Regions from separate parts of the Mus musculus genome. Here regions 2 and 3 are each linked to region 1. The links are chromatin contacts, called in public HiChIP or PLAC-seq maps. All regions are on one chromosome and are shown on one strand. The core of a region is the stretch at or near the end of the contact, and the rest is flanking DNA. Distances in the headings are between cores, read along the strand shown. Region 1 overlaps Gm33702 (a long non-coding RNA gene). Region 2 has its middle 53 kb from the start of Gm13582. Region 3 has its middle 29 kb from the start of Gm33647.

Evidence for each region. HiChIP or PLAC-seq counts read pairs in DNA pulled down with a chosen protein or histone mark.
Region 2: an SMC1A HiChIP or PLAC-seq map of the NIH/3T3 cell line shows a contact between it and region 1, with 3 times the contacts expected there. The contact joins two enhancer-like sites. A contact is called at or near these places in 1 of 15 datasets of contacts at CTCF or cohesin (the NIH/3T3 cell line) and 2 of 484 Hi-C or Micro-C datasets (nephron progenitors and uterus).
Region 3: an H3K27ac HiChIP or PLAC-seq map of the NIH/3T3 cell line shows a contact between it and region 1, with 5 times the contacts expected there. The contact joins two enhancer-like sites. A contact is called at or near these places in 2 of 115 datasets of contacts at active chromatin or transcription factors (the NIH/3T3 cell line and embryonic stem cells) and 1 of 9 other capture datasets (embryonic stem cells).

Annotation. Positions count from the first base shown.
Region 1 is chr2:61,352,908-61,355,607 of GRCm38.p6, reverse strand. The region is part of intron 3 of Gm33702 (a long non-coding RNA gene); the gene reads left to right. Among named protein-coding and RNA genes, the nearest start is that of Gm33702, 4.3 kb to the left of the region's middle. Within about 2 kb of position 1,332, at least 52 of the 459 cell types and tissues checked have an H3K27ac peak or open chromatin away from gene starts, as enhancers often do. A contact at or near this core is called in the NIH/3T3 cell line, where this site is marked.
Region 2 is chr2:61,026,594-61,029,293 of GRCm38.p6, reverse strand. No RefSeq gene overlaps it. Among named protein-coding and RNA genes, the nearest start is that of Gm13582, 53 kb to the right of the region's middle. Within about 2 kb of position 1,388, at least 21 of the 459 cell types and tissues checked have an H3K27ac peak or open chromatin away from gene starts, as enhancers often do. A contact at or near this core is called in the NIH/3T3 cell line, where this site is marked.
Region 3 is chr2:60,938,708-60,941,407 of GRCm38.p6, reverse strand. It overlaps a transcript of Rbms1 not described here. Among named protein-coding and RNA genes, the nearest start is that of Gm33647, 29 kb to the left of the region's middle. Within about 2 kb of position 1,262, at least 99 of the 459 cell types and tissues checked have an H3K27ac peak or open chromatin away from gene starts, as enhancers often do. A contact at or near this core is called in the NIH/3T3 cell line, where this site is marked.

The DNA of each region.
Region 1 (2,700 bases), core at 83-2,582:
GTCTCTGTTATTCTGTTTTGGTGTCTCTCTCTCTGCGTGCTTCTCTCTGTGTCTCTCTGTCTGTTTCTCTGTCTTTCTTTCTGTCTCTTTGTCTCTGTCTCTCTCTGTCTCTCTTATTCAGCACTGCAGAATGCATTTCTTACTTTCCTTCTGTGTTCCCAGCATCCTCTGTTCACTTGGCTCCTGCGCATGTGTTTTTCTCATCAGACCATAGCTTCCTAGGAACAGGACGGTGCTTTCTTTGTCCCCGTCTCGCTGGCTGTTGGGGAGATGAATCAACAGTTAAAGAGAAGTTCTTTGATAATTAACAGGCTGGATTTTTTGAATGCACATTTATTGATCACTTAATCAGTGTTCTAGGCACTTAGGATAAAATGTCCATGATAAGTATAGTATATGTGTTCCCAGCTGCCTTGGTTTAACGCTCCACGGCTATTAGTCACATGCTATAACATGCATGTACACTGGAGAGGTGAGTTGTGCCAAGCAACCTACGAGGCCATCAGTGTGGACCATGATATGCCTCTTACCTCAGACAACAAAAAATCACATCCTTTTATGGAAAAAGAAAAAAGAAAACAAAAAAAGAAAGAAAAAACCAGGCTGTGTCCATGCATGGAAGTTGTGTGGTGAGCATGTGTTTGGTGTTACCTCACATCTTAAATTCAGGACATCTGACCTCATACAACACAGAGGAAAGTTCATCGAAGCATAGAGGAAGAACAGGAGAATGTATTTTAAAGAGATTATAATTCTTGACCTTCCCTAGATGGAATGGCGCCATTTTAGACAGGATAACTTTTTCATATTCTGAACTTGAGACTGCCCATGAAGTTTAGCTCCCTTCTCTACACTTCCAGAACAGATGGCGGGGCACACGCCTGTCCTTAGAATGAGACTCTTAAATGCTGGCCACCTGCATGTCTACTGTTTCCTTCTCCTTTCTCAGTTGTTTGCTAACCCTCCCCTGCCAATTATCTTTTATAAATGTCTAGAACAACATCGTAGGAGGTTTCTAGTGGATCCATATACTTCTGCTTTCAAAATAACATTTTATCTCCCTGACTCAAAGGCAGAGAGGGGAAAAAAAAACCTCACACCACAACAAACCCCTACACACTCAAAAGAACCCACAAGGGAAGACAGCATTGGGAATCATATTGACATATAATTATCCTGTTTACAATCTCTCCGACGTCTTTTCTCACAGAAAAATGCAGATTTGGAAACAGAGCAAGAAAAAGATGCCAGAAAAGCGCTGGCAAGGCTCTGACCATTGCCTGCTTAGGAGGGTGCAGAAGGAGAGAAATGTGTTTGCAATTAGGACTGACCAGAGCAGGCCGGATTACATCTGCACAGAGCCAGGCTGAAGAGCTTTCCAGGCTGAGCTTGTCCTGTGGGCCTAAGTGGATAAAAAAGCAACTTAGACTACAGCCATTACAAGGAAATAAATGCCCTTCCCGCTCGCGTCTACTCTCAGGCTGCCCTTTTCTGGCTCGTTCTTTCCCCTTGAATGAAGAGGAATAAAATCACTATCATTTCAGACCTTCTTGTGCTATACAGCTCATGGGGGCTTTTATGCATTCTTCTTTCCCGGGCACGGACTAGGAAAAGGGAAATAAAATGATTGTTGTGTAGTGGTTTCAAACTGGTTGCGGATGACAGGGCGACCAGTGGATATTTTAATAAGGTCCCATCAAGACCTGGAAGGAGCCAGTGTCCTGTTGTCCCTCCCTGCAGCATCTGCATTTGCTCTGCTCACCCAGCACTCACCACAGCTCAGCCATTCTCTTTGATCTGGTTGTTCTGGGCATAACACATAGTTGTTTTCTGCAAAGAATCCAAAGCTGTTCAGGTTTTCCCCATCTCCACAATTTCCTATCACGGAGGCTGCTGCCTCTCCCGCACCCGCAGTTAAGGAACAAAAGCCTAAAACAAACTTTGAGACTCCCAAGATGCCTGGATTTTCAAGTTAGGTGAGGCTTGTATATGTCTTGTTCAGTGCAGTGAAGATAACACTGCATTCTCCCTCAGATGAAAAGACAGAGGAGTGACAGCCAGTCAGACATGCATTCTCTCCACCTGACTCCTTGATTATCCCTGGTTCACATCTTCCACATCAGTCTTGTCTTACTGCATTTTATATTTCTTGGATTAAATACATACAGTTGAAGTGTTGTTACTTTGCAGGGTATCTCTATGGGATGGACTTAGAGGATTTTTTTTGTGGTTGCAAACACACACAAATGCATACAGGACCACACATGTACAATGCATACACACCACACACCGCATACACTATTTTCCCTGCTACTATCGTTATTGCCTAGGCAATGATGAAAACATCAACTCAACCAATTTTTAAAGAGCTAACAATGCTCTCACACTCTTGTTTTAACTTAAGATGTACCAGGGCTGATACTCCACTGAGAAGAATCTGTTTTAGCTACCTATGTTAGGTTTCTACACATAAGCAAGTCTTAAAATGTATAAATATCCCAGGCAGGTAGTTAAAACTTGGTACTGATCTTCTTCTTAGGTGACTTGTCGAAAGTTATGGAAGAGTGGCCAGCAGGGCTCTTTGCATTGAAAAACTCTGTATTTGTGCTATGATGCGTTCTCTTTCCTTCTTTGACTGGAGTCCAGTCTTTCTAGAGTTAGAGTCCATGTCCAAGCCTGCATGATGGGTAAAACAAGTGA
Region 2 (2,700 bases), core at 139-2,638, 330 kb after region 1:
AACATGAAGGCCTGAGTTCGAATCCCCAACACCCACATGAAAAGCCAAGTGTGGTAGTGCGCATGTGTAATCCCTGTCCTGGAGACACAGAGCTTGGCAGATCCCTGATGCTCACTGGCTAGTCAACCTACCCTAATCCTTCCTTCCAAGTTAAGTGATAGACCTTGTCTCAGAAAAACAAGGCAGATGCCTCCTGAGGAAAGAAAGCTGAGGTCGTCCTATAGTCTACACACACATGTGCAGTGTCACATACACAAACACATGCACATATACCATACAAATAGACACACAGAGAGAGAAGGGAGGATAGCAATTGAAGATATCCAGTGCCCTCTGACCTCCACACCTCATGAACTTGGATGCACCAACACCTGCCACTGTCTCCTGCACACAAAATTTTGATAGAATGAATGAGGATAGCTTTAAACTGGTGTTAATCCTTCATCTGCTCTACTTTAAGGAAACAATTTAGTTGGGAAACACTTTTACAACCACTTACAACACACCAATGTATTGTGACATTAGAATTGAGAAACCTTGAGGTAGAAACAGCTTTATAATTGCAGAGTCACAGCCATGAGGGAGATTCTCTCCCTGAGCTGATCATTAATGCACAGGTGTCACCTGAGCAGGGGTGCAGGGGGTGCAAGGGGGCTCCTGGTGACGCTTGGGAGCTTTTTGCCTTACTCCGGCTCTATCCAGTGTTAGCATTTGGTCAAGACTTGGGATGAGTATAGGATGCTGTACACACACAATCAGACAGCTTGAATCCACTCTCTGGCTCTCGCACTAATGATCTGCATAATGTCTGCAGGACATTTCATCTGTCATTAAGTGCCTCTGTTTCAGGTTCATCAATCAATGAATTATAACAGCTGAGTGAGTCCATATATGGGAAGCAGCTGAATCATATTTTTCACAGAGTAACTTAAAAAATGTTGCTTATTACTAGGGGGTGTGACTATATTCTACAGTAGGAGTATGAGCTGTATTAAAGTAATTGATACAATCCAGGGGACCATACTTGTGGGATAGGGTTACAAAGGCATCTATAATATTTAAGGCTATATTCATTTCAGTTGTTACTGGAATGCACAGAACAAACTTAGCCATTCTAAATGCACACTTCAGTGATGGTAAGTAAATTATATTATTTTGCTACATCATGATCATCTATCTCCAGAATTCTCCCCACCTAATAAAACTGACTTCCTATACCTATTGGACAATAACTCCTATTGCCACCAGCCCCAACAACTACATTCTTCTTTCTGGTTCTTCTATTTTAACTACTTCAAGAACCTTGCACAGTACTTTTGTGCCTGGGACTGGGCCTATTTCACAACATCATTTCCTCCAGAGCCATCCATGTTGGAGCATACATCAGAATTCCTTTCCTTCCAAAGGCTGAATCATGCCCCATGATTACAATAACACGCTTTCTTATCCACTCCTCCAGCAACGGCACTTGGATTGGTTTCACATTTTAGCTACATGAATGATGCTATGAACGGAGATCTTTAAATATCCCAAGTGGAATTCTCATTTTAATTATTTTGAGTATATACTCCGAGTGAAAATGGTGGATCATGTGGGAAGTTGGTCTTCTTAACGTCTTAAGGAAATTCTATTGCTTTTGACAAAGATGATGCAATTTTATATTCCTACCAACAGCATGAAAAAAAGTTACAGGTACCCCTCCCCCTCTCTCCCGCATTTCTTTTGCTGATGTTTCTGTGATGTGGTATTTTTGTCCTGTTGCTGTTTTAACTTAGGTTAACTTTACATCCCGCGTGTTAGACACTTGTTTCTCTTCTTCGGTGAATTGCGCGGTGATGTCCTTTCTGGATTTGGTTGTGTTAGTTGTTGAGAAGTCTGTGTTGATGGAACATTCACCACTGGGCTGAGGTTCATGAATGTTACCTACTCTCTTCGCTCAAGCAGTTATCAGACTCCAAGCAGCCTGGACTTCACAGTATCGTCTCAAAGTATCAGAGACAAATTAAAACCTGTTGGACACAGAGTGGAGATTCGGGAACTATTGACAGAATTAGACAAAATCGGACTGTCTAAAAACTAAACAAGCTGTCGGGTAGAATTTTGAACTTGCTTTTCATGATGCCTATTGATTTCTATAGTAAAATGAGTAGATTTTTTTTAACACAACAGAGTCCATGTAATAAAAGTGTGTCTGATGTTTGTGGGCCACCGAGCTGGTAAAGACACCTTCTGTCAAGCCTGATGGCACAAGTTCTAAAGAACTGGTTTTTAAAAGTTGTGTGCAACACGTGCACGTGTGCACACGCGCGCGGGCGCACACACACACACACACACAGAAGGGTGAAATAGAGATGATATAGATAGATAGACGGACAGACAGACAGACAGACAGGCAGGCAGACAGACCAATGGGCAGATTGGCTGTTCTCTGTGTCCTCATAAGTAGGCTTGGGAAAGCTTTTTTGACATATGCTAAGTTCCCTGGCCCTGCAACTGTAAAGTATTATACATCAAGATGACCACATGGCAAGTCTGTGATTATCTCTTAACCCTCTGATGTGATTGGATTAAATGTCTTTTTGAGATTAACCTCCAGAAATCTTAAGATTTTTATCTAATGAAATTGTGAGAATTCTGGATTTTTTTTCCTTCCTAAATACATACTTAACTATTTCCCAAATGGCTACCTCTTAAGCTCTT
Region 3 (2,700 bases), core at 13-2,512, 410 kb after region 1:
AGACTGTTCGGGTATTTTATACCAATTATGTGCAGCTATTGCTTTGAATAATTTCTCTGCCCTGCTGAGATTTCCTTTTTACAAATCCTGGCGCAATTATAAGATGGAAGTCTGGAATGTATAAACAGTGTCCTTTGAACAGTAAATGAGGCACATTCTTCTAAACTCAAGGGTAGGAATGTGCTACCTCTTACCCTATGTTCTCTGCCTTCCTCTCCCTCCTAATCAAAAGCTCAGAAGCCAGTGTGGAGTTCAACAGTGTATAGAAACGTGACTTCTCTTTCTTTCTTTCTTTCTTTCTTTCTTTCTTTCTTTCTTTCTTTCTTTCTTTCTTTCTTTCTTCTTTGAACAGTTTAAAATAATAGTTCCATCAAATTAACAAAATCTTGAGGTTGCTCTGACATTATAGCCAGTACACTTAATTCCATCTTGGGCGGCCAGTGTTCAGAATTCCTCATTCGGCTCTGTTCTGTTTCCAACCTTAACAGGAGAATCTGTGATAGATTGCCTTCCCCTTTAGCTTTGAAACTAAACCCTAAATCCTGTGCCAAGTCGGTGCACTTGGGGTGTGGGGGATGGGGGGGAATGATACCCTTGGAGCAGAGCATCAATTTCTAAGTTTCTGATTTCCTAAATGCCAGCTGGTTTGTGGCAAAGCAGTGTGTACTGGTGATGGCTAACGGGGTCTAAAACCCTGAAGAGAAGTGAACTGCCACTTGAAGTTAACTGTACAAAGCCCGAACTCCATTGTGTAGCAGAACTCACAGACCTTGCACAATGTTTACAGTAAGGTTTGGAGAGTTGCCTAGTGCTGGACTATATACAATTAAACAACGTGGTTGAACGGCCTTTCATGCTAGCCCTGCCCAAGGGGGGCCAGCGTGCACACGTGATCATTCTTGGAACTCTTAACATAAACAGGAATGCAGAACCTTGATGTGGAATTCCAAGTGCACGCTGGATTTTTTTTTCACATAAGTCCCCATAGAAGCTAAAGATAGCAACAATAAAGGGATCGCCAAAAGTGAATTATTTCTCTGTCAAAGAATGTAGTACTTTTATTTTGTGTGCAACTGAGCCTATGCAATTTTCTTTAAGCTGAGCTCAACATAGGAGAGTGTTTAAATTAATTACAAGATGGATTTTTTTGGAAAATAATGCTGGGAAATAATACAAAAGAATGCTTCCTGGGTCTTCCTGCCATGGTTTCTCTGAAAAGAGCTGGAATGATATGAGAGCTGAAAGTGAAACCAACCACTGGCCAGTTGCAGTCCACGCCATGTTTAAGAAGTTAGATTAGACCAACTTACCATTACAGTTAGCCCAGAAGGGAAAAGTCCTTGATGTTGATGGCGACAATAGGGGGAAACCATACAATGAGCATGATTTATTTAGTCATTTGGGGGAAGGGTGGAAATACATAAGGGATTGATTTATAGTTCTGTTGTCCAGAAATATAAATATATATTTTTAATGTACCTATTGCGTTTTCCCTAAAGTATCTTTCCTTTCAGTTTCTCAGGGGTGTTTGGCTTTGTAGTTCTGAAAAATAGTTTATATTGACACCAACATGAAGCATGGCTCTGTTGTCTGACATGGAAAGACCAAAAGCCGACTCAGTACCAGGATGATCTGAGCTCACCCCAGGCCCCTAGAGCCAGTGGCTCCAGCTGTTTCTGCCTCCAGTTTCTATTCTGTTGTCTGACATCAGGAAGTGTGTTAAGCATGATATTAGAGAGGTTTGAGTGGCTGAATACAAAGTGTTCCTGTTGTGTGTGCAACACAAATGACCACTGCTCACAAATGGGAGAATATGTGATGTATATGCTGGCCCTGGCAGAGCACTTCAAACTATTAAAAAATTACCTCATACATGTAACTTTACATGTTAAAGTTGCCTGTTTGCTTCCCTCTATCTGTCCTGAAACTCACAATTTAGAGTCTATATTATAAATCATGTTTTATCCTTTGATTTTTCTATATTATAAAGCCCCCACCCCCAACTTCTCAAAATCTCATCAAAAGATGTGAAAGTCTATCTTGAGTTAGACAAAAAAATATTCAGGACAAGGATTTGAAGGTACTTGTGAGCGTGAAGGAGGGACTTTGGAGTACTGGCTGTCAGTCAAAAAAGATCACTCTGTTGATCCAAATAGCCTTTAAATAAACAATTGCTAAACTATCTTTAATTGTACCTTTATGTGTTTAGGGTACAGTATTGCATATACAGCCATGCATATTTATGAATTCCAACTGGTTTATTTTTTTTCAAGGAAATAAATAATTTCAAACATCTCTTTCTAGTATTAATTTTTTTATAATGTAGAAGAAAGCTGATTGTGATATTTTCTGTAAACTTTAAAAATAATCTCTCATAAATTAATATTTTCTCTTTTACTGAAAAAAATCCTAATTTAAAAAAATGGTTGCTTTGTAGAAATCTCTCCTTTTGGTTCTCCTTTTGTTGTTATTAAAGGGTGCTAATCTTAGCAAATCAGAGTGACCAGTTTATATGCATCTGAATTCTGTATCTGGTGACATTGTGTTTTCAGCTTCATTGGATTAAGTGACTTTTTTTTCTTCATGGTAAGTGTTGTTCTTTTGAGTAAGAGATCATGTTGGATTGCTACCTTTTCCATGCGATTCTGAGTCACCAGACTAGTGATCCAGCTATGACTGAAAATGTAGTGATCTGTCAGG